Linked DNA regions of Mus musculus: all the other regions are linked to region 1. Evidence: chromatin contacts called from public Hi-C data. All regions are on one chromosome and are shown on one strand. Each heading gives the region's core, a stretch centred on a gene start, on an enhancer-like site or on the middle of the called end of the contact. The rest is flanking DNA. Distances are from core to core; before and after follow the strand shown.

The links. Hi-C and Micro-C count contacts between places; a contact is called where the count stands out from the background.
Region 2: a contact with region 1 is called in a Hi-C map of the N1E-115 cell line, with 2.8 times the contacts expected there. The contact joins two enhancer-like sites. A contact is called at or near these places in 10 of 484 Hi-C or Micro-C datasets (the HL-1 cell line, the N1E-115 cell line, cerebral cortex and 4 more) and 1 of 115 datasets of contacts at active chromatin or transcription factors (astrocytes).
Region 3: a Hi-C map of the N1E-115 cell line shows a contact between it and region 1, with 4 times the contacts expected there. The contact joins two enhancer-like sites. A contact is called at or near these places in 2 of 484 Hi-C or Micro-C datasets (the N1E-115 cell line and cerebellum).
Region 4: a Hi-C map of the N1E-115 cell line shows a contact between it and region 1, with 4 times the contacts expected there. The contact joins two enhancer-like sites. A contact is called at or near these places in 5 of 484 Hi-C or Micro-C datasets (the N1E-115 cell line, cortical glia, gonadal supporting cells and 2 more) and 3 of 115 datasets of contacts at active chromatin or transcription factors (astrocytes and stem cell-derived neural progenitor cells).

Annotation. Positions count from the first base shown.
Region 1 is chr9:28,245,911-28,252,233 of GRCm38.p6, reverse strand. All of the region lies in intron 1 of Opcml (opioid binding protein/cell adhesion molecule-like), which reads right to left. Among named protein-coding and RNA genes, the nearest start is that of Gm39313, 150 kb to the left of the region's middle. Within about 2 kb of position 3,928, at least 43 of the 459 cell types and tissues checked have an H3K27ac peak or open chromatin away from gene starts, as enhancers often do. A contact at or near this core is called in the N1E-115 cell line, where this site is marked.
Region 2 is chr9:27,519,762-27,526,084 of GRCm38.p6, reverse strand. Gm30791 (a long non-coding RNA gene) reads right to left here. Exons shown (of 3, transcript XR_379207.2): 2 at 4,593-4,790; 3 at 3,594-3,780. Among named protein-coding and RNA genes, the nearest start is that of Gm30791, 4.0 kb to the right of the region's middle. Within about 2 kb of position 2,589, at least 2 of the 459 cell types and tissues checked have an H3K27ac peak or open chromatin away from gene starts, as enhancers often do. A contact at or near this core is called in the N1E-115 cell line, where this site is marked.
Region 3 is chr9:27,639,346-27,645,668 of GRCm38.p6, reverse strand. No RefSeq gene overlaps it. Among named protein-coding and RNA genes, the nearest start is that of Gm30791, 120 kb to the right of the region's middle. Within about 2 kb of position 2,253, at least 5 of the 459 cell types and tissues checked have an H3K27ac peak or open chromatin away from gene starts, as enhancers often do. A contact at or near this core is called in the N1E-115 cell line, where this site is marked.
Region 4 is chr9:27,721,902-27,728,224 of GRCm38.p6, reverse strand. No RefSeq gene overlaps it. Among named protein-coding and RNA genes, the nearest start is that of Gm39314, 66 kb to the left of the region's middle. Within about 2 kb of position 3,469, at least 12 of the 459 cell types and tissues checked have an H3K27ac peak or open chromatin away from gene starts, as enhancers often do. A contact at or near this core is called in the N1E-115 cell line, where this site is marked.

The DNA of each region.
Region 1 (6,323 bases), core at 2,679-5,178:
ATCTTCCCACCTCAATTAACTAAACCAAAATAATCTCCCCACAAGCTTGCCCAGAGGCCCACATCTGGCAACTCTAGTCAAGTTCATCAAGTTGACACCTGAGATTAACCACCACATGGAGATAGTGAGGAAAATTCAACCTCCAGTCAAAGCAGCTGGCCACGGGCTCTCTGGTGGAGAATCAGCTCAGACTGAGCATGCCCCTGCTGTAACTCCTCTGATTCATTTATTTAATCTTGCAATCAATGACAATGGTTAGGACCTATAAGCATACCCTCTTCATAGCAATGCATTGTCGCCAAAGCCCATTCTACATAAGCCTCTGAGGTTTCTGAATACTGGTGTGATGGAAAGGATGTAACAAGGTAGAGCTTTGAAGAACCATGCTCAGCACTGAAACCCAGACTCCATACACTCACTCCCTTTCAGCCCTGACCCCCTTGCTTCCCAACTTGTATGGCTCCGATGCCTTCCACACAGACTTCAAGACAGAATATCGAGCCGACAGCAAGAAAGTAAGAGTGGATTAGGTGCTTATGTCTCAAGTACCCCTCCCCCCATCAACATTCTGTCCCAGACCCAGCAGTCCATAGAGCACACGTCCCCTCGCTGTCTCTTCTCCCTGGCTCGTTCCTTCTCAAAGAAGCTGCAAGTGCGCAAGATATTGGCACTGACAGATATCGAGGGTGACAGCAGGATCAATATTTCGATGACAGTGTTGCAATTGGTTTGGCAATGTGCTGTGTGCTCACAGCCTTTCATTACTAGGTCACATGGGGCCACTTCTCTCCAAAGATGAACGGAAAAAAGTGTCCCTGGGCCCCAGTATTCTCTCTCCACTACAGTCTTCCATATGAGGGAGTCAGGAGGCCATGGAAGCCCTGTATTCTTTCCACACCGTTCTGTATGAAGAACCCATTTCCAGAGATCACAGGGAGACAGGGCTATTGTTGCTGAGGAGTGCTCTGCTCAGAAGTGGGGTGCCCCTGCATACACACAGCTGAAAGTGGCCCCTCTCGCCATTGGGATCTGCAGAAAACTTAGGCAAGAAAAAACCATGGTCCATCTGTCCGAAGAGTTCTGACCACTTAACCTGGAGCTGAACAACTGGATCCTTTCAATTCTCAGTTCTCTGGGTATCTTGCCATTCAAGAGCTTCTGAAGTCAATGGTCAGGGTTTGGGGAGCCTGACAATGTCACTAAGATCTGGGCAATGCTTATATCTATGTGGGAACCAGGAAGGAAGCCAGTGCTCACACTGGACAGCAAAATCCCAGTGAGTTGATGACTGTCTCTTCCTCCCATGCAGTAGTTGTCAATCTAGTTCAGATCTCTGAAGGAATTTGATGAGTATCAAATAGCAAATGCATGATCCAGAGTCTCTGCCTATCCCCTGGACACTGATACCAACCTTTGAAAGAATTTTAGAAATATTTTCCCACAACTTCTTCCTTGAATGTCTAAACATATCTAAAACCTGTGTACATTTATTCTTTTTGATATGGACAGGTAGTCTAATATTTATTATTTTATACTTTATTTGCTTAACGTTTTGCAGGACATACTTTGCAGTTTAACAGGTATGTGTTTGGCAAATAAATTGGCTGTTTCTAGCTATATTTACACTCCAAATAATTTCCTCTACCCTGCTCTAGTCCCAAACCATTGCTATCTAAACTTGTGGGTTTCAGGAAATGAGAAATGTCCCCAGCAAGGACAGCCATTTCTTCACTTTCTGTGCTGAAGAGAGACCTACTTGGCCTTACCTCATCGAGACTTTTCATTTATCTCTGCAAGGGAGAACACACCTGCTTCTGGACTGTCATTCACAATGTGGAACAATTAGATCCTTAAGACATGGTGTGTAAAACTGTTCAAACTTTGGTCAGAAGTGTGCACGTGTCATAGAAATGCCAGCAGCATTTTGGACTTGATCTGGCTCATGTCATAATACGGACAGGTAAGGGTTATGTCCCAATGCTTAGATGAGATCTTGCATAAAACTCCCTCCAACGAGGGCCAATGAGGTAGCTTACCCTGTAAGGGAGTCACCTGCCATGTTGACTTATGATCTTCAGGGACTTCCACCCCATCCACAAATGCACACTATTGGTCGGAAAAGAACCAACATTGGAAATCTTTCCTCTAATATATAAATATATACACACAAGTTTTGGCATGCATGCACATATGTGGATACACACATACACACATAATTCATTCTCTCTCTCTCTCTCTCTCTCTCTCTCTCTCTCTCTCTCTCTCTCTCTCTCTCTCTTTCTCTCTCTCTGCCTAAATAGGTCAATAGATAAATAAATCACCTAGGGTATATGTCACCATCCACATAGCCATTCATTCCCATCGCTCAGGAAGATGCTGGAGCTCAGAGGAAGGAAGTAACCTACAGAGAGCTGAGGACTAAGCTGGTGCGCAGTGGGTAAATACATACATCCAATTCCACTCTCCATTTTATTATTTTTTTCCACTCAGGTCTTTCCCTCCCTACAGGTGAATCTGAGACACAGCTAATAGGCACTTCTGACCAGTTCTTCTGGTATCATATTTCTAAAGCTACAATGGGAAAGTTCTTTGTGACAGGGCAGCAATGGCTGCCAATGGGCAAATGGTGACACGTGTGATTCATTTTGCTGTTTATTATCCAAGCTGCCTAGAACAGGTGGGTGAAACCTTGTCTTTCAAGAAATCCGGCAAGGGAGGTAATCATTGGTTCTGGTGAGTCAGAACCAATCGCCATCAGACTTACGGCTCCCTGGAGAGAGGACTCGACCTAGTCTGGAAACTCTGAGATCAGACTCCGGGTCCATCAGCCTGCTCCAGCCATGGAGCTGATCCCTGCAACCAGTTCCAAGCTTTGTGCTTCTGGACTGTTTCTCCCACAGGCTCAGCATGGCAATTTGTTTAAATGAGAGCAGAAAGCATTCAGAGACCAAGATAGGACAACACCAGATCCCAGCCCAGTGTTGATTGAGAGCCAGATGCCTTGTGACTAAAGATATGAGTGCAGGAAGGAGAAACTATCAAAGCCAACAAAGAGAAAAGCCAGAGGGTGACTCTGTGAGCTAGGAGAGGGGGAAGACTCGCTTGAATTTCTATACATGATCTCAAAAGCTAAAGGCACAAAGGAAACTATGAATAAGTATGATAGAGTGAAAGATTTCTGTCCAGAATAGGAAATATTTTTGTATTGGACTGCATGGAAGAAAATAATTTAATATCTGAAAGCACCATAGAATTAATACTCGTTCTACAAAGACAATCTTCACATCAATAAAACCAAAAAGAAAAAAAAAAACGATGATGGATTATGGGCAAATGAAATGAACATGGGATTTAAAAATGAAACTCAGATGCCAGTGGAATACAGGAAGGGAGTCTCAGTTTGTTGGTGAGCAGGTGAGTATGAGACTGAGTCATTTTATACATAATTGGCTGGTAGAAATGGGAAGGCTGGCAGTGGCAGAGGGGACATGGAAACAACGGGAATAACAACTGTGGAAGCCGTGGTTGGTGAGTGCCTGAGCTAGCCCTTAGGTTAACTCAACTAATTCCTGTGACCTAGATTTGTCCTTTGGCATACTTTACAGCCCCAAGCTATCCTAAATACCAGAGAGCATCTCTTGCAGGGATATTTGCTGGGGTAGAGGTTGCTGGCGGGCAGGGTAACTGTACCAGTGGTGGTACATGAGGATCTAACCTTGAGGAACAGCTGCAAAGATACAGATCACAGGAGTCACTGGACAGAAGGAACTCAGCACAGAGAAGCAGGGATGCGTTGAAATGTGTGCATGGGAGATGCGGGAACAGTGAGCTCTCCACCACAGCATCACTTACCTAAGTTAGAGGAAGTAGAGAGAAGCTCACTGTTATCATCAGGCACACACAAGGAAGAGCACATGGCCTACACACAGCTGTCAGCATGCATAGCAAACAAAACAGAAGCGATGGGAACAGTGAAGGGGTGAGCAAGCCCTTGTGTGGAATCGCTGATAGGGAAAGAAATGTGCTTTAGACGCCAAACAGAACCTAGACAAGGAATAAAAAAATAAAGCCCTTATAGATTGCCTGTACAAAGATTTGGGTCACTCTCAGTGCTCATTTCTGGGCCCTTGTACCTTGTTCATCCAGCAGAGACACCCTTCAATCCCCTGGAAGAGTCCTCAGCCCAGTAATTCTTGCAGAGCTGCAATGGCTCTTCAAAGACACAAGGGGGCTCATGATGCACATGGATTTTTAATAGTGCCGCTTGTCACTCCAATTTGAGAACTAAACCCAGTACAGGCAGACACTCCCCTGCCACAAACACATCCTACTCCTCACTATCTATTCTATGCTGCCCCTTCTCTGCTGGGGGAATATGAAGTATGAAGCTGTTAGGAGTTATGAATGACAGGTTTGGGGAGAAGTCCTGAGCCACGTCAATCCTGTTATTGTGAGTGGACTGGTCTCCTTATGTAATCCTCCCTCTTGCTTTTCCTCACTTTTTATGCCCACTCCTGCCTTCCTCCACACACCCACTTCCACTTCACTGGACCCTGCTCTCCGTATGTAGATCTGCCTGTATTTCTGCCCTGACCCCTGCCTCTCCAGATGAAAACATTTGCTGCCAGAGAGCTTGTGAGTTTATTCAATAGCATATCGTAGTATCGTATGTATGTTTTGCACCCGTGTGTATCAGGGAGATGTCTTTGAACTTGATAGAAGGAAATGACCAAACCATTCCTTAGAGTTCATGGCATAGGGAGAAGGGTAGCTATCCTGACATGTGGTGACCTCTTTTTTTCCCCAGAAGCATTCAAGGCTGGATATCAGAGTGCAGAAGAGTTGATTCTATACTCAGCCTGGGTGAAGGGACCCTGCCAAGTGCAAGGGCACAATCTGTGTGTGAAGAGTGACAACAGCATCCCCACTACATGTGGCTTCCTTATTCCCTGACTCTGCTGTTCTGGGGTATATATACAGGGAAAACCATAGCGTGACTTCCTGTGACCTGCCTCCTGGGAGAAAGGACCCCCGCCTTCATCTCAGCACCCTCCAGCCAGCTCTGCCTTCCATTCTGTGGCAGTGTCAGAGCCAACGACAAGTTGAGACCTCATCATTTTTCCTTAATCAGGAACATCCTTCGAACTGGAGCCATGATGGCAGCAGTCAGTCTCAGGGAATTAACTCACCATGAAGATCATTCCATGACAGAGGCATAGTTTATCAGTTCCCACAAGCAGGGTGTAGAGGGGAAGCTAAAGGAATCCCTTAGTGGCTGTGAACAGGGCTCCCCCATAGCAGCCTGCAATAGCCTGTAGCCCCACAGTCCTGAACAGACACACTTGGTCAGGCAAGTAGACCTCGGTTTGAATCAACATCAGCACAAGGCACGGCAGGGCACTGCCCCTCTGATGCTGATGTGTACCCAGTTCCATGCCCAATCTTGTTAAAATACAGTCTCACTTGGGTCCATCCAGGGCAGATCCGGAGAATATTCATTGCAACAAGCTCCTAGATATCCCCATGTGACTGACTGTGAGCCATGGTGAGCAGAAAGGCTGGGGTCAGAGGATGAAGCTGGGTGGCAGTGACTATGTCCTCAGTGGACACCCAAAATGGCTATCCCTATGTCCTTTAGCACATATTTTTATTTGCCCCCTAAGTTGGCTTTTGTCACATCTGTGGGACATTTTAACTATGCTCCTAACTGAGAGCGAGAGGTTGGTTAGAAGGTTACCCATGGGCCTATGTTCCCTACTTGCAAAGTTTTCTTTGAATCCTTCCCTGCCGTCCAGCCAGAAGCACACCTGAGTGTGCGGTTGCTTGTTTTAAGCTGTGGAGGAACATGAGAGAACCTTGAGAATAAAGACTTAACTGCTCATATGGCCACAGAGCAGGAGGCTGGTGTTTTCTGCTCCAGTCCTTTAAAACAGCTTGCAGGTGCCTGCCCCATCCTTTCTCTGCTTATTCACTTAGGCCTGCAGGGCTGTATTCTGGGGGCTGGAGGTCTGGCACAGAATGGACTGGTCCATTCTGGTATTGTGTGGTACCCCACACCCTAGTGTGGTACTGGGAATGAGGAGAGTATGGATGCAGGGTGCTGTGGGGGAGAGGGTCATAGGACATGGGCTAGCCTTTGGTTATGCCATTATATATTAAAACAACAACAACAACAACTCACAACAGAAGGTGGTTTTGAAATAAAAGCGATCTGAAACCCAGATGCTAAATGCAGCTAGAGCCTGAAAGCCTCTTTGTAACAGCCCAGACTGGGTTTGGGACTTTGATGGGACAGACTCCTCTGGCATTCCTGATGGTAGACA
Region 2 (6,323 bases), core at 1,340-3,839, 720 kb after region 1:
CAAAGGTAGGATTCATCGAACACCAGTTGCCCTTGAGAAACATCATCACATCATACCTGTAATCCAGCCATCACCTCCTTCGTGGAAAGTGATCACTGTAGTGGGTTGGCCTAATGTTGCTTGTACTTTAATACTAACTTGGGGCCCCTAGGACTGGTTAGCCTAGAGAGGGAGTCCACAAGTAAGACACTGAGTAACCCTGGTCCCAGTTAATGGTGATTGGTAAATAAAGATGCCAATAGCTAATAGCTGGGCAGAAGAGACGTAGGTGGAATTGAGGTTTCAAGGGTTTGGGGAGAGAGGACCATAAGGACAGAAGGAGGAGTAAGGAAGCTGCCATGGAAGAAGAACATACAGGAGGGAGAAGGAGACCTGCCATGGGCTAAGGGCCAAGAAATTGTGGCTCCGAGCGCTGCCCAATTGGAGTTAAGAGCATCCCAGATGGAACATGGTAAATAGTTAGTGACAACTTAGGGTTATTGACAGGAAAGTAGATTCTAACAGCATGGAGAGTGGGCAACTTCCCAGTTATTGTGTTGCCTAAGACATATTAAGAATGGCAGAGAAGCACCTGAAAAAATATTCAACATCCTTAATCATCAGGGAAATGCAAATCAAAACAACCCTGAGATTCCACCTCACACCAGTCAGAATTGCTAAGATCAAAAATTCAGGTGACAGCAGATGCTGCCGAGGATGTGGAGAAAGAGGAACACTCCTCCATTGTTGGGGGGATTGCAAGTTTGTACAACCACTCTGGAAATCAGTCTGGCAGTTCCTTAGAAAATTAGACATAGTACTAACGGAGGATCCAGCAATACCTCTCCTGGGCATATATCCAGAAAATGTCCCAACCGGTAAGAAGGACACATGCTCCACTATGTTCATAGCAGCCTTATTTATAATAGCCAGAAGCTGGAAAGAACCCAGATGACCCTCAACAGAGGAATGGATACAGAAAATGTAGTACATTTACACAATGGAGTACTACTCAGCTATTAAAAAGAATGAATTTATGAAATTCCTAGCCAAATGGATGGACCTGGAGGGCATCATCCTGAGTGAGGTTACACAATCACAAAGAACTCACACAATATGTACTCACTGGTAAGTGGATATTAGCCCAAAACTTAGGATACCCAAGATATAAGATACAATTTGCTAAACGCATGAAACTCAAGAAGAATGAAGACCAAAGTGTGGACACTGTACCCCTTCTTAGAATTGGGAACAAAACACCCATGGAAGGAGTTACAGAGACAAAGTTTGGAGGATGGACTATGTAGAGACTGCCATATCCAGGGATCCACCCCATAATCAGCTTCCAAACACTGACACCATTGCATACACTAGCAAGATTTTGCTGAAAGGACCCAGATATAGCTGTCTCATGTGAGACTATGCCGGGTCCTAGCAAACACAGAAATGGATGCTCACAGTCAGCTATTGGATGGATCACAGGGCTCCCAATGGAGAAGCTAGAGAAAGTACCCAAGGAGCTAAAGGGATCTGCAACCCTATAGGTGGAACAACATTATGAACTAACCAGTACCCCGGAGCTTGTGTCTCTAGCTGCATATGTATCAAAAGATGGCCTAGTCGGCCATCACTGGAAAGAGAGGCCCATTGGACACACAAACTTTATATGCCCCAGTACAGGGGAACACCAGGGCCAAAAAAAAAAAAAAAGGAATGGGTGGGTAGGGAAGTGGAGGGGAAGGTATGGGGGATGTTTGGGATAGCATTGGAAATGTAATTGAGGAAAATACATAATATATATATATATATATATATATATATATATATATATATATATATATATATATATATAAAGAATATAAAGGCCATATGTGTATGTGTCTTTCATCTGGGAACATAAATCATCTAAGATAGGGAAGAAGCTCCCAGCAAGGATTTTTAATATTTTGACAACTCACCACATGGGCTGCCCCAGAGAGCACTGCACCCCAGCCTTTCTAGGCTTTCTAGGCTTTTTGGTAACCATGAGGAGCCAGCCACTTTCCAAACCATATCCTGTTTTATGTTCGACACACTGCTTCCAAACTGCAAATACACACTATGATGAGTGTCTTTGTGTGCCATTGGCCCAGATAGCCCCCATCCCAGCACTGTCCTCCAAAGAACGCACAGCCTCCCCAATGGCTGTATGTTATCACTGACTCCAAGGAGCCTCGTGCCAAGCAAGAGACAGAACAAGAATTTTAAATGGCACTCTCTGTATCCATAGCCTGGATCAAAAAATGCCTAAAAAGTCATGTTTGAGAAATTCTTCCAAAATTCACAAGCAACCAAAAGTCAGATGAGGACAGCCCTTCACAAACATAGGGGTAGATGGAATATTTAAAGTTGCTCTGTAGAGCCAAAGAGCCAGGTTATTTATTTTGCAGGGTTGATCAATCATTTGTTTCCCTAAAGAATGCCAGGCCTTTAACTACTCATCTGATTACATCTGCAGCAACCACATTACTGCTGCCTTGTACTTAATATTTCATCCACGTGGCTCCCAGCACGCCAGTGGCTGCAGGAGGTTGACTCTCCACCGTGACGCCTGCTGGCTTTGAGGAATCACTCTACTCACCCCGGTTTCACTCACCTTCCCTCCCAGCCCCCAGATTAAAAGGTAAAGGACAGAAATGGAATAATAACTGCTTATTTCTTTTCCTTCTCACTTCAAACAGGAGATTTACTTTCAAAAACCCCATTAAGGGTTTGATATGTTTGCTGAAAAACTGCTACTGACTTAAAAAGCACTAGCAAATTACATTGGCCTGCAGCTCCTGGTGGCTGTAAGGCTTCAAGATAAGGTAAAGTTCTTGTCTCAGCAGCAGGGCTGTGGTCTGAATTGATCCCAGCCCAAGCAGCGATTGCCTTTCCATGTGCGGGGTGGGCAAGAGGGATTCCGATGTTTGTCAGTTGCAATGATAACAACAAATAGGTGTTAAGTACCTACAGGGGAGCTAGACATGGTACCAGATACAGAAGTAAAGGGTTGGGGGGGGGGGTCACTGTCCTCACATCGCTTCAGCCTAGAAGAGAGACAACATAAATCTGCCACTCTTGGGACTGACAGTCCCATTGTTCATTTGGCCTTCTACCTGCCACCCAAGTAATTTCCTACAACATCACTTTTGTTTTATGCTACTAATGATTTGGTCTAGAGAGCCAGCCTTTCCACTGAAGGGAAACAAGGGGACAGAAGTGTGCCGGTCAAATGCACAGAACAAATAAGATAATATCACAAATTGTAATGGCATAGGCTGCCTGGTTTCAATATTGAATAGTGGGACTGAACAAATGGCTCAGTTGTTACAAGCACTGGCTGCTCTTTCAGAGGACCAAGTTGACAGCTCAGTACCGCAATTGTGGTTCACAATGACATATAACTCCAGGTATAAGAACTGACACCCTCTTCTGACCCTCCCCAGGTACCAGGCTCACGTGTTGTGCATACATGCAGGCAAAGCACTCACGCACACAATACAAGACATTTAAATCTTAAGCAGAGGGCACTTTATTATCTTGGATCATTTAGGTTTCTGTGACAAAATACTAAAGCACCCTAAAATGGCTGGCTTATGAACAGTAAACAGCTCTCTCCATTCTGGGGCTGCTGAGTCCAAATGAATGCCAGGCACTAAACGACGCCATGCTTGGTGAAGGCCACTTTCTCTTTCCCAGATGTCCTCACTGTGATGGAAGGGGCACTTGGAATTTTGGAGTCTCGGAGGTTTCTTCTGTTTAAGAACACTGGTGTTGAAACTAGAAAGGCGTCCATGAGAAGGGATGGCTAAGATCTTAAGGTAGCTAATAAACAGAGGGCGAGAAACAGAAGGGAGCCACCTGGAATGGGGCAGGGGACAAAGGGCAGTGTGGAGGGGAGGCAAAGGAAAATAAAGCAGGACACACATGTACAGAGTCACCGAGATGAGATTTACTTTGTTTGCTAATCTAATTTTAAAATTTTTAAAAGCTATGTCTAAACTTTAAACAACAAAATTATGTCCGTGTCCAATCACCCCATCTCTGTCTCTCTGGTTCTGCATTTTTTCCACTTATACCACACAGAACTTATCATCTCACACATTTGACTGTGTTATCTCTGCTTCCCTGCTTTTCTGGGGGGCAAAAGCCAGCATAGAGCAAGCACTTGTGCAATTAGAGAGGCTGAGTTCAGGTCTCTTCAGAAGAGGAAAGGCCACGAAGAGAGGAGTAGCATTAACAGTGTCAGGGATTGGTTCTTGCCCGTGAGATGGATCTCAGTTTGGGCCAATCATTGGTTGGCCTTGTCTGGCCTCAATGAGAGAGGATGTGGTCTGTGCCTGGTCCTGCAATGACTTGATGTTCTGGGGGGAGGGGTGTAAGAAGGATGCTTGGGGGGGGGGGTGTACCACATTCTCAGAGGAGAAGAGAAGGGATGGAGGAGGAGTTGTAAGAGAGGCCTGGAAGGAGAAGGGGGCTGATATTGGGGTGTAAAGTGAATAAGTAAATACATTAATGGAAAAAGGGGGTGGGGGGAGACAGCAGCATTCAGCTTTCACTACAAGATGAGTGCCTCAAGTTCACTCTCTTACCAAGAACCTCTGGTGCCTCCCACGAAGTGTGATCCGCAATCCACAGCAAGGAACTGTTTGCAGCATCTGATTCTCCTGACCCTTGTGACCAGGCTCAGTTAGGAAAGAACCTCTGGCCCACAGCCCAGAGGCTTGAGGCTTCCAGGCAAAACGTGCTCCTCCAGTTGCCTGGCATATCAGTGAAGTGCATTTCTCCAGCTGCAAAGAAGGCCCACAAGAGACAAGGACCCTTGGTCAGGAACAGAGTAAGTACCCAGTCAGTTCTCAATGGATGAACAAGTGAAGATATTCACAAATAAATGTCCACACAACCAGGAAGTTCAGCCTGGCTTTCCCTTTCAGTCAGGTTAATTTGGAGAGATTTGCAGTAAGTGGGTTCTCTTATCCTCTGAGTAAATCTCAGAATAATTTCCAACTCGTTGACTGGTGTGCTTAGTGCCTCCAGTCAACAAAGATTTGCAAGGACTATGAACGAATTGAAGAAGTAAAGATGATACAGACGATATAAAAATACAGAAAACAATAAATCTGAGATGCTTGGTCCCTAAAAATGTGGATTAAATGGACCTATCCAGTTGTTAAAGTCTGTGTTCCCAGTTGCCAAGGCAAACCCTTTGACCTAAAGAAATCAGCCTGGGGATGGAGAGATGGCTCAGGGGTTAAGAGAATTGGCTGTTCTAGACATCCTGAGTTCAATTCCCAGTAACCACATGGTGGCTTGCAACCATCTATAATCTATAACGGGATCCAATGCCCTCTTCTGGCACACAAGTGTACATGCAGGTATAGCACTCATACATTAAATAAATAAATCTTTTTAAAAAAAAAGGAAAGAAAGAATGAATGAGAGAGAAGAAAAGAAAAGGAAATGGAAAGGACAGGGAAAGGAAGGGAAGGGAAGGGAAGGGAAGGGAAGGGAAGGGAAGGGAAGGGAAGGGAAGGGAAGGGAAGGGAAGGGAAGGGAAGGGAAGGAAAGGAAAGGAAAGGAAAGGAAAGGAAAGGAAAGGAAAGGAAAGGAAAGGAAAGGAAAGGAAAGGAAAGGAAAGGAGAGAAACGAAACTTCACTTAAAAAGAAAACCAGGGTTCCTTGTTGCCAGAAGTGAAGGGGCTCTGGTCTAGACATGTACCTGACCCTGCCATGTGTCCTGACCCTGCCCACTGTTGGTAAAGTATTGTGGCTTATACTTCTCTTCCCACCCAGGATGACATAAAATGCAATCAGGGCTTCTCTATTTTCTCATTTATCTTTCCACTCCAAATCCCTCATTTACGAGCCTGTTGTCTTTCGGGTGTTTTTGGAAGCTCCAGCGCTTTGCCGCTGACAGGAGGCTCAGTGAAAAGCAGTCAATGATTTCATCTGATATGTTTGTCTCTCTTAATAGCAAGTCTGGCTCTTCTTGCCAAAGATTTAGGCCTAACCTTTTCTTCTGAACATTTTAGACAGAATCATTTTCAGGGGACAACTCCCTTCCCTCAGCCTTCTAGCTGTTCGCTTACCATGATGCATTGTGCAGCTACACCATGTTTTCTCACAGACTCACCCTGCCCGGGGTATCTAGGCTCTGGATATGACAAAGGCACCCCGGGGCTGCAAAGCAGTGGAGCAAAGCCTTCTCAGGAAGCTCTCACACTAAAGCAGCTCCGAGTCCTTGTTAAGGACAGTGAGTCCCAGCTTAATTGCACATCTATGGCCCTGCTAACTAGGCCCAAGGTCTGAAACAGGACTCAGGG
Region 3 (6,323 bases), core at 1,004-3,503, 600 kb after region 1:
AGGTTTAATTGTAATCTGCAGTACCAAGAACTGCAGGCTCCATAGATAAGAATCCCCAGCGCCGGTTGGCAAGACACATCCACAGGTTCCTTAGTAAAGGACAGATTGACTAAAGACGTGGAACATACTGATGGTTTTCACTGGTGCTTTGTTTTGTGTTGAGCCCACACTGGCCTCAGGCAGGCTTGCCTCAGCCTCCTGAGTGCTGAGAATAAAGAAACACACTATCATACCACATCTCATTAAGAATGGGTATTCTTAGGCCCAGCGTGGTGGCGCACATCTTTCATCCCAGCACTTGGGAGGCAGAGGCAGGCAGATTTCTGAGTTTGAGGCCAACCTGGTCTACAAAGTGAGTTCCAAGACAGCCAGGGCTATACAGAGAAACTCTGTCTCGAAAAACAAAACAAAACAAAACAAAACAGAACAACAACAAAAAAAAACCAAAAAACAAAACAACAACAAAAAAGAATGGGTATTCTTATCACACGACCCAAAAGATTCTTAGATAAAGCATGTTTGACATCACCGAGCTGCCTCTGAAACATCGAGTACTCCGCACTCTGCCTCCTGCCTCTTCCTCAGTGAACAACAGTCAATTCATAACATACATGGTAGATATCATTTGTATGACTGACATGCTTCTACCAGGGAGTCCAGACTTTTACCCCTAAAACTATGATGAGTGTAAGGAACTTTATGACCATATACATTTCTGCATGCTAAACTCCTCCCTTCGCTCATCCACCGATCCTTAATCACTCTGTGTCCCCAGAGCTCTCCCTTAAGTGGCATTACTAAACAACAAACAGGAGGCTCACATGTTTTTTCCATTCTGTCTTAATTCCCTAACTCTGCGATACTCTGTGTCTTAGTTAGGGTTAGTATTGCTGTGATGAAACATCACGATCAAAAGCAACTTTGGGAGGAAATTGTTTGGTTTACATATCTTGAATTGCAGTCCACTGAGAGAAGCCAAGACAGGAACTCAAACCAAGCAGAGAGGAAAACGCTAAAAACAGAGGCTATGGAGGAGAGCTGCTTATTGGTTTGCTTCAAAACGCAGCTAGCTTTCTTACAAAAAACATGCCAAGCTTCTCAGTGGCATTGTACCACCCACAATAGTCTGGGCCTCTTCTATCAATCACTCATCAAGAAAATGACGTACAAGCTTGCCTGTTTACAGCCCGATCTTAGGGAGGTGTTTTCTCAATTGGAATTCTCTCCTCTCAGATGACTCTAGCTTAATGAAGAAACTAGAGGTATAGGCTAACTCTTAAAAGAAAATAGTTAGATGCTTCAGACTAGAATCCTGCTCTAAACCAGCTGAGTGCTCACTGAGAGACCAGCATTCATCCACAACTCACAGAAATAAAATCCCTGGTAGTACATTGCCAGGAAGACCCCAAAGGCAGTCACAAAGGAAATGCAGTCAGTCCTGGCTAAGGAGGAAAACAGCCAAGTGGCCATGGCTTTGCAATCCTTTGTGATCTGGGTTTCTGAGCATTTTTATCAACTCTCTGGGATGGCAAATGTCCAGCACTTATGCCTGACTTCACTTGACATTCTCTGGCAAAGGATGGGTGGTTCTGCAGCTCTGCTGCCAAGTATGACCCTTCTGATCCATGTAACCTATGCCTTGCCTTTCTTTCTAGAAGGGCAAACAAGGGCAGGATCTTAGAGCTGGCATAGTCCCACATCCCTGCAGATGGGCAGTACAGGAACAGGGTGGTCTAGAACTAATATATTAAGTATTTGAAGATAATTAGGTCAGAAGTATTCTCTCTCTCTCTCTCTCTCTCTCTCTCTCTCTCTCTCTCTCTCTCTCTCTCTCTCTCTCTCCTTCCCTCTCTCTCTCCCTATCTTCCTTTTCCATGTAAGAATATATCAAGATTGTCATCTGTGAACCAGGACACAGGGACTCAATGGTCAACCAATGCCTTCTACTTCCTTCTAGAATGATAAGCATCTGTTGTGAAACAAATTACAATGTCTGTGGCAACTTGTTTTTGGTTTTTAAAAAAAAAAAAAAAAAAAAACAGGCCAAGCAAAGACATAACACTTGCCACCTACTAATCTACTAGCATACTTCCATATTTATTGCATTTATTTTGGGATACTTATCTCCTCTTGCTAGTAGATAAGCCCCACAGGAGCAGAAATTGTGGTCTGTTTTGCTTACTAATACATCTCAACTGTTTCTGATAGTGCCAGCCAGAGCCAACTCTGAACGGTTGGTGAGTGACAGCAAGCATAGCAAGCTAGACAGTGGATTCACCCTTCTTCTTGCTCCAGCAGAAGGGAGACACAGGAGGAGGGGAAACTATGTACACCTCCCATGTCTTTGTCTAGCCTGTTTGTGTGAGAAGCCTTGGACTGCCTTCACCAGCAATAAACAAACTGTAAAAACACAAGTTCAGTCTGCCTACTGACCTCCAGGCTGCCTGTATCCTGCTGTCTCTGCCTGATTATCTCCACTCGGTGATGGCTAAGGCACTGAGAAGTCAGGTCTCCTGACAGAATATTGGTGTTCTTGCTTAACCAGGTGACAAATAACATGCTTAATAAATTATAAATGATAAAATATTGCAAAAAACCTGATATCAATTTTAATACTTTAAAATGATTTATTAATATGCTTTCACACTGTTTGAGGTGTCTGTTGTTTCTCACATTGCAACGACACACTGTGAATGAGAAAGGAAAACTTGACAAGGTGAGTAAAGGCAGAAATGAGGCTACCTCGATGGAAAGGGGTGATGGGAAATACCATAAAAGCTGGAGCAAAGATGAAGCACCATTATTCTGCACAATATCTAGATACTTTGGACCTTTCTGCTCTCTTACCTTATTAGAAGATGGCAGGCGATCACAGAGTCTTCTAAATAAGCATTTCTAACTTCTCCTTCCAGTAAAGCCATTCATTCTGTTGATATTCATTGTTTTTCATCTAGTCTATACTTCAGACATGGTACCATTGACACAGATATGCAGAAGACTAGAAATTGGGTAGGTGGATGGATATATCTGCTTGTATCCTGGGCTTCCTCCCACGAAGCCACTTTCTACTTACCTGTGGACTCTGTTCTCTAGCACAAGGATCAGAGCCATCTTCTGAAAGGCACATGGTCTCAGGCAACTCATCCTGGATTCCAAAGGGGTCAGCCAGAATAATAACACAACAAAGGCCACTTTATACTTAGCAGCTTTCATTTTTATACAGAAGTCTTAGAATCAAATTCAGAAGATGTCCTAGGAAAAGGGGGGGGGGTGATGGACAACCCATTAAGGGCACTACTCCCTTGCCCCTCACCCCCCCACAGCATGCACACTAGTGTGGACCTGGCATTTCCAGTTGTTTCCATATCCAGAAGTGTGTTTATAGCAGTGGCATCATATAACAGCTTCATACATGTGTGTTGAGTGGACATAAAGTATTGGAAGGAGACTGTACAGGGCAGTGTCCTGGAAGGATGCAAGGGCTGATTTAGAGCCTAGTGCCTCCCTTCACAGTTGTGCTTCATGGTGTCATATGTTTGCAAGGCCTTGTGCCTCAGTCTCTTCAGCTGGAAAGTAGGTACCAATAAACATGTATCTCTTATAACATTGTTGTAGAAAGCAGCTGCGTTGCATACAGGCCAAGGGCTCAGAAAACTGTCGTGCACTCAGTTAGGGCCGTGTTCTATTTGCTGTCAGCAGTCTTACATGAATCTCTTTGGAGCCACGGGAGTTCAGATTCTGTCCATACATTTGCTAGCTTTGTCTGGAGGCCCAGACTGATGAAGTTTCTCGGGTTCTCAGCAACAAAAGGGAGATGATTGCATCCACATTCAAAAGCAGTTGAAAGGAGCAAGTGACAAGAAATATAAAATCCAAGATCCTATACACCATTACTGCTTCAAAACAGTACTAGGAGCAGTAATAATTAATACTTATGGTATCCATGTTAGCACCCCAATTGCCATGGAAAATACCTGAGAGAAAAAGGTTTATCTGAGCTTACAGTTTGAGAGGGCTCAATCTAGGTTTGTCACCACTTAGTGTTCTATAGCTGTGAAGAGACACTATGACCACAGCAATGCTTATTTTTAAAAAAGTATTTAATTGGGGTTTGCTTACAATTTTGGAGGTTTAGTCCATTATCATCGTGGCAGTCAGCATGGCAGCACACAGGCATACAGTACCTACATCTAGATCCTTAGGTAGCAGGAAGAGACAGACACTGGGTCTCGATTGGGCTTTTGAAACCTCAAAGTACACACACACACACACACACACACACACACACATACACACATATCCTCCAACAAGGCCACACCTCCTAATCCTTTTCAAGTAGTGCCACTCCCTGATTAGTAAGAATTTGAATAGATGAGCCTATGGGGGCCATTCTTATTCAAACCACTTCAAGGTCCAAGTATACTCAGGGTTTTTAAGTCTGGGTTAAGCAAGCACATCATGGTGGAGAATGTGTGACTGGGTCAAGCTAAGCTCCTCATGGCATCCAAATATTTTAAAAGGAAGAAGAGGGGAGGATGCTGTCTCAATATTTCCTTTAAAAGTACATTCCATGTGGTCAGCTCTCCCACTGGAATCAACCTCTCAGTGGTTTTACCTTCTCCCTAAATCAGAAACCAACTCCTTAACACACAGCCCATTGGGAGACCCTTGTTCAAACCATAGCAGTAACTTTAACTGTTCTTCATATTTTCTGGGGTAAAAGATACAGGTTTGAAAAGTAGATTGCCTCTTCTTCTTGGAACTAAGCTGCTCTGTTAGCAGGCTCTTCCTCCCAGGCATTCATATGTGATCTGGATCACACTGTAAATGGACAAAGAAAGACCTGGGCTTCTGGAATCTATCCAAGTTTAGCCTGCCTGGGGCTTACATTTCTCCTAATTAATTATCACAGCCAAATTGTTTAGGGTTGTTTAATCTCCTCTGTTACCTGTTTTCAAAACACATCAACTGCAGACAGATTTTTGACTCCCTCCTTCAACCCAAAAGAAAATGAAAAAAAAAAAAAACAGATTAAAGACATGATAAAAAATACAGAGACTGGAATGAAGACGTGCCAGAGAAGCAGGAAGAGAGAGACATACACAGAGAGGAAAACTCCAGTGAGGAAAAATAAGCTCAGCTTCACTTTGTTCAAAGATCATGAACTCAAGAGGTTAGATGATGAATACAGGTCTAAATGCTGTCACCATAAGCACAGAGCAGGCTGCCTGCTCACAACCTATTAGCTGGTAAACGGCAGTGTTCCGTAATTCAGCTATTAAAAACAGCTTAAAGAGAAATCAAATCTCATTGAGCAGGGATTGCAGGGGTCTTCTTGGACTATTTTAAACTTTCATACTCATCCAAGGAAACAGGCACTAATTGTCAAGTGTTGGCTTTCTTGAAAGCAATGCCATTTCCAAGCTTAATAACATCCATTTGAAGTGACGAGGAGGACCCCTGAATGTCCCTCTAGAGAGTAACAGGGCTACGAATGATTTTCTAAGTCTTGGAAACTACTGAGACAGGTGGAATATTTACTGAAATCTGCATATGAAATGAAGTTGTCTCCTTCTGCACCCAGTAAAAGGAAATGATCTTCGGTAGCTAGCTTCAGTTCACCGCCAGGGTACATGCTAAAGGAGCAAGGAAGAATGATGTGTTTATAAAAAGATAAAGAGATATAAGATATGCTCTATGGGGGTGTGGTGAGGTATGGGGGAAGGAGGTGCCTCGGCAGGCCCATGCCAAGGCAGCCCTTCCCCCTGAGGGACTAGCCACAAACAGTATTGTATAGAATAGAGTTTATTCAGGGCATGGGGAGGGGAGTTAAGAGGGTGGTAGAGGCAGAGAAAGGCAGAGAGAGAGTAGAGAAGTAGAGGTTGACCATAACCACATGGAGAGAGGGGGGAAATGGGAAGGGGAGAGAGGAGGAGCAAGAGGACAAAAGGGAGCAAGAGAGCAAGAGAGCAAGTGAGAGAGGAGGGGGCAAGCAGCCCCTTTTAGAGTGGGCCAGGCCTACCTGGCTATTGCCAGGTAACTGTGGGGTGGAGTTTAGATAGAATGCTAATGGGTCCTAGGTGGCTGTCTGTGGAGGGTGACACAGTTGTTTAAACATAAGTCCTGCACTCTTAGAGCCCTGTGAACTCTTAGAGGTATATTTATATGGACCTGAGGGGGTCACAGTCTGAGGACAGGAAAGCTGAGTTCTCTTACAAGCTATTACATATGATTATATGTTAATTTTCAATTGACAAGAGTTCAGTACAATCAAATAACATTTGCTGCTCTGTTTCCCAGAGTGTGTCTGTACAGAGACTAAA
Region 4 (6,323 bases), core at 2,220-4,719, 520 kb after region 1:
TGCCTTCGTTTTCATTGAATTCTAAAAAGTCTTTAATTTCCCTCTTTACTTCTCCCTGGCCCAGCGATCAGTAAGTAGAGATTTTTTTTTTTTCAGTTTCCATGAATTGTTTTTGTTGTTGTTGAAGTCCAGTTTTAATTCATGGTGGTCTGATAAAATACAAGGGGTGATTTTAATTTTCTTGAATATGTTGAGGCTTGCTTTGTAACCAGCATATGGTCAATTTTGTGAAAGGTACTGAGAAGAAGGTATATTCTTTTGTGTTAGGGTCAAGTGTTCTGTAGCTATTTTAGGTCCTCTGTTATTATTTCTCAATTCAGTTTTTGTCTCGATGACCTGTCCATTGGTGAAAATGGGATGTTGAAGTTTCTCATTACTACTGTTTGGGGTTCAATGTGTGTTTTAAACATTAGTATTGTTTCTTTTATGAATGTGGGTGTCCTTGAATTTGGGGCATAGATATTCAGAATTAAGATATCATTTTGGTGAATTTTTCCTTTCACCCCAAAGGAGTATAAAGTGTTCTTCCTCTTCATTTTTCATTATTTTTGGTTGAAAGTCTATTTTATTAGTTATTATAATGGTTAGGTTACTCCAGCTTACTTCTTGGGTCTATTTGCTTGGAAAACTTTTCTCCAGCCCTTTACTCTGAAGTAATGTCTATCTTTGCTGCTGAGGTATTTTTTCTTGTATGCCTTGTAAGCAACAGAAGGATGGGTTCCCTTTTCACATCCATTTTGTTAGACTGTGCCTTTTTGAGGGAAGTGAGTTCATTGATGTTGAAAGATATTAATGACCAATGACTGTTAAGTCCTGTCATTTTGATGTTTATAATAGCAGTGTGTGTGTGTGTGTGTGTGTGTGTGTGTGTGTGTGTGTGTGTGTTTCCCTTCTTTCAGTTTGGCTGGTGTGGTATTATTTATTTTCTGTGTTTTCTTGGGTATAGTTAACCTCTGTGGGCTGGAGTTTTCCTTCTAGTATCTTCTGTAGGGATGGATTTATAGATATATATGTGGCAGAACCTTCTCCTTATGAATAAAGATTTTAGGGGACCAATCACTGGAGTAGGCAGGCAGGACTTTCAGGTCGGTGAAAGGAAGAGGGGAGGCAGGAGCGTGATACTTGTTTTGGGACATGGAGAGCTTAGAGGACAATATGTGGCTAACAAGAGGTCCCCAGTTTAGATGGCAGAACCCCCAGGATTCACCACCAGAGGAGTTGAACTTAGACTGGCTTATAAATTAGAATGCTAGTTGCTGAGCCCAATATTTGAGTTACCTGTTAATTCTAAACTAAGTTTTTGTGGTTTTCCTTCACACAATGACTCAACTGGGTTCTAGAGAGAAAGGTATGGTGGCAAAACCTGGGTTTGCAAGAAGTGTACCCCAAAAGGCCATGAAAATTTGGATGCATGGGGCTGGTGTGGTAGCAACCTGCCAGTGAGAACTTAGCAAGCTGGGTGGAGAGATTTCAGAGCTCTGGGTCAGAGAGTCTCTATGAGATGAGAACAGGCCATCCATGCCTGCCAGTGCCGGGCTAGCCAGCCCAGTGCCTTGCTGGGATACCATGGATTGCTTTTTAATATTTCATGCTACATAGATATTGTTGAAATTTTGTTTTATCTTGGAATATCTTGGGTTTTTTTTTCCATCTATGCTGATTGAAAGTTTTGGTGTGTATAGTATCCTGGGCTGGCCAGCATCTGTGGTCTCCTAGAGACTGCAAGAGTCTGCCTAGGTCCTTCTGGCTTTTAGAGTCCCTGCTGAGAAGTCAGGTATAATTCTGATAGGTCTGCCTTTGTATGTTACTTGACCTTTTTCCCTTAAAGCATTTAATATTCTTTCTTTGTTTTGTAGATTTAGTGTTTTGATTATTATGTGACAGAAAATTTTTCTTTTATTGTCTAATCTCTTTGATATTCTGTAAGCTTCTTCTATGTTTATAGGCATCTCTTTCTTTAGGTTGGGAAAAATTTCTTCTATGATTTTTTTAAAACTATTTTCTGGGCCTTAGAGTGGGATCCTTCTTCTTCTTCTTCTTCTTCTTCTTCTTCTTCTTCTTCTTCTTCTTCTTCTTCTTCTTCTTCTTCTCCTTCTCCTTCTCCTTCTCCTTCTCCTTCTCCTTCTCCTTCTCCTTCTCCTTCTCCTTCTCCTTCTCCTTCTCCTTCTCCTTCTCCTTCTCCTTCTCCTTCTTCTTCTTCCTCTCCTTCTTCCTCTCCTTCTTCCTCTCCTTCTTCCTCCTCCTCCTCCTCTTCCTCCTCCTCTTCATCCTCTTCTTCCTTTTCCTCTTCTTCTTCTTATTCAATTACTATTATTCTTATGTTTGATCTTCTCATAGTAGCCAAGATTTCCTGGATCATTTTTGTCAAAAACTTTTTAGATTTAACATTTTCTTTGACATATGTATCAATTTCTTCTATAGTATTTTCTATGCCCGAGAGTCTTTCTTCCTTTAACTGATGACATCTGGGTCTAGAGTTCCTGCTCTCTTACCTAGGTTTTGCATCTCCAGGATTCCCTTATTTTGTATTTTCTCAAATGCTCTGTTTCTGTTTTCAGGTCTTGAATAGTTTGATTCATTTCCTTTACCAGTTTGGTTGTGTTTTCCTGTATTTCTTTAAGAAATTTATTCATTTCTACCTTAAAGGACTCCATCACCTTTGTAAGATTGAATTTAAAGTCATTTTCTTGTGCATTGACTGTGTTAGAATATCCAGGGCTTGCAGTAGTAAGAGAGTTGGCTCTGGTAGTGCCCTGGATCTTATTGATTGTGTTCTTATTCTGGCCTTTAGCTATCTGGTGTCCTGGTGCTGGCTGGCCACCAAGGATACAGGCATAGATGTGGGCCAGAAAGTGGAGTGCAGGGGAGTGGGTGCAGTCTATGGTTGTTGGGTATGCTTTAGGGTTACTAGGCAAGTAGGGCATTTGGAGGGCAGGTATTTTACCTGGAAGTTCCTGATGCTGGCAGGTCTCCAGGAATGCAGACAGCATTGTGTGTTGCAAATGGAGTTCAGGGGACAGGGCACAGTTTACCTCTGCTGGGTGTGCCTACGGGGATCTGGAGAGTACGGGACCTGGTGTGAAGTCATCCCTGGTCATTCCAGATATTGGCAGGCCTGGTTGTTCCTGGTGCTGGCAGGCCTCCAGGAATACAGACAGAGTTGGGTGTCCCTGGTGCCAGCAGTCCACTAGGAATTGCAAAGGGTTTTTTAAATATATATATAATAAAATTTATAAAGCTTTTTTAAAAGACAGGCTTACAAAATATAAATACAAAAGAAATCATTGAACATATTCAGTGAGATAGCAGAAGTCTGTACAATTTAATCTAAGTCCCCAAAGCAAGGGAAAGATGCCAAGATGGAATTAGATATAAAAGATTATTGGTGGAAACACCCATGAGGTAAACCGAGGAGCTTGTGGAGACCGTCTGGCAGGGAGAGGGATGACACAAGGCTTACATAACAGGGAAGCAGCACAGGCTGTCAGGGAGCCATGGCTCCTCTAGAGAGTCTGCTAATGCAAATACTTTGGTTTGGGCCACCTGCTCAGGACAAGAAGGAAATGAACCATCTATCTGTGAGGTACTGTTTAGAAGCACCTGAAAGAGGGGCTTGCTCTCTCTACACTGGGAGCACATGACTTGGTCCTCAGCACATTGCTCTCTGTGCACTGGAGATATCTGACTTGATTCTAAAAGTTGCTGAATGAAGAAATTAAAAAAAACAAAAAAACAAAAAACAAAAAACAAAAACTTTAGAAAGTAGACCTGCTAATTTACATACATTATCATTAGGGATAGCCAGGAGACTCAGAGGAGGCTCTGGGGACAGGTTAGTAAGGTCAGAGGAAAGCACTGGATTCACATCACCAAGAAGTTCAGAGTGCTTTCCTCTGCAGGTCAAAGCCAAGGGCAGAAGGCTTCATGACAGGCCTGAGCTGGACAGTTTCTGCTGGATGGTGGAAAGCAGACAACAGAGGCCAGGTGGCCCTGCTTAATTGCCACAATTCATTAAGACTTCAGAGGCCAGAGGGCCAGCCAAGGAACCCAGTCTCACAGGAGATCATGAAGATAGTTATGGGATTATATTGGGCCCAGGGATAAAATTGATGAGCCACAACAGGATGCTACTTAATATTCAGGGAAGCAGCAAGAAGGGAGGAGCAGGTGCAGAGTGTGAGCACACTAACACACAAGACCCTGCTCAGCTCTCCATTCTGGGCCAATTTCAGCCCCAACCCCACCGAGTGATAAATTAGCTGCACTATTATGGAGACATAATGATCTCCAAGTTCTTTCCCAAAGGATCTATGCACTCGTAAAACAGAAATGCTCATATAGTTGAGGACTGATGGTCACATGGTCCAAGTTGATTCTGAAATTCAGAGACTCAAAGCATGACCATGCTTGTTGGGTGAAAATGTGCAAAGCCAGATAACATAGATAAAATCTGGCTGGTAGGGGCCACATTGGGTTCACAGAATCAGGCAAAAGCCATTTCCCTGTCTTTAGAAATGCTCAGGATACATAAGCTCGACAGTTGGGTGAAACATATTTGTAATAGCCCTCATAGTAACTTGGGTTCCCCAAGTCAAAGTCATGAAGTTCATATGGAAAGGTTATGAAGGAAGACACAGAGGGAAGGAAAAATGTTGGAGAGGTCTGATACCTTGATGCATATCTGATCCTTGAGAAGAGAGATGATAGGAGAAGGGAAGGGAAAGGCTAGATTATTTTTGTGATCCCAAGAGACTGCAACATGGCAAACAAGATGATCTTGAGGCAAAGTCAGATGACTGAGGAGTAAGGCACCCTCTGGCCATAGCCTTTCCTTGGTTTATAAGCTACTTTCACTCATAGGCTAGAAACAGCCACTCAAAGGATTATCTGGAACAAGAGTAGCCAAGAGCCTCTAAGTCCAGTAGCTGGGACTGTTTGTCCCATCCTTGCCTAGCACTGAAACCTGTGAGGGTCACTGCCATACCACCACTGATCCCCACACATTATCTTCAAGTGTAGGAGCCAACTTCCCCTCCATAGCCAAACTGCATTCATATGTCTGGGGTTTACTTTTACATATTTGAACGTCAAGAATTCTCAGACCATTTATCAAGCACTTCGTAAGTGCCATGTTATGTGTTGTGCACACAAAGTGGAGAGAAACAAGTTAAATACATAATCATGTGGAGTTTGCAATCTAGCCAGAGGAAACAAAAGAAAGCAAAAACTTAAGCTTATCAGTGTCATCAAAGGTCAATGGATACACTGGAGAAAGTGTCCGTCAAATGTGGTTAGTAATGAGATGACCAGTGAAAGCTCTCTAGGGGAGAATGCTGCACTGAGCTGAAGCCAAGAGAAATGAAGAGAGTCCAGCATTAGCCAGGTAGCACAGGTGCCTTGGAGTCAAGGCACAGCCAAAAGGACATGAAAACCATGAAGAACAAAGCATGATGGGGATCCTAGTGCCAGGACGACAACAGCAAGGACTGCCAGGAGGGACAAGACTGACCTCCAGCTAGATTACATCAGCCTACTTCTGGGCCAGGACCTTCTCCCATGGCCTATGAGAAATGATTACTACTTGTAAGGTCACTCCACAACCAGACTTGCATTCTGAGGACTAAAACACTGACATTTTAGCAGAAGATGGATAGCAAGGAAGACTTGTTTAGACAGGCATTTTGGTGGTCCAGGATGCAACACTGAGGGACTGCTGACTGTGGCATACCTGGCAGCAAGAACAGAGATGCACAGGCAAATCAAATATGAATGTGGTTTGAACATGAATGCATTTTAGCTATGACTCCTCTAGATGGTAACAAACAGAAATTGGTAGCAGGTAGTGATGAAGTCAGTTTGCAACATACTGAGTTTGAAAGGCTTTTGTCTCATCCAATTGGAGTGTATTAGCTCTACAACTAGAAATTTAAAAAAGGGGGGGGGGACCTCTCCAATTGCTTAACAAATACATAAATGTTTATTATGTTCCAAGTGTGGCATGAAGTATTCAAGAGAGAGAGGTGAATGGGACCTTTTAGTAACTCTGCAAGAAGTGTCCTTACCTGAGAGGAGAAGTGTCTGGATCAGAGAAACCTTTTAATGGATGATGCATTTCAGCTCAGAGAAAAGCAGTCCGACAGAGAAATGGGCAAGAGATAGCATTTTATAAGCTAAACTAAAAACAGAATTCAAGAGAACTGGAAGAAGACATGTGGACTGTCGAGCACACTCATCACCTCCTATCATTTGGAGAGAGAGGGATTCTAGAGTTGGCATAGAGGAGAAGGACCAGAGGTCAGACATCTTTCTGTCCAGATTCTTGA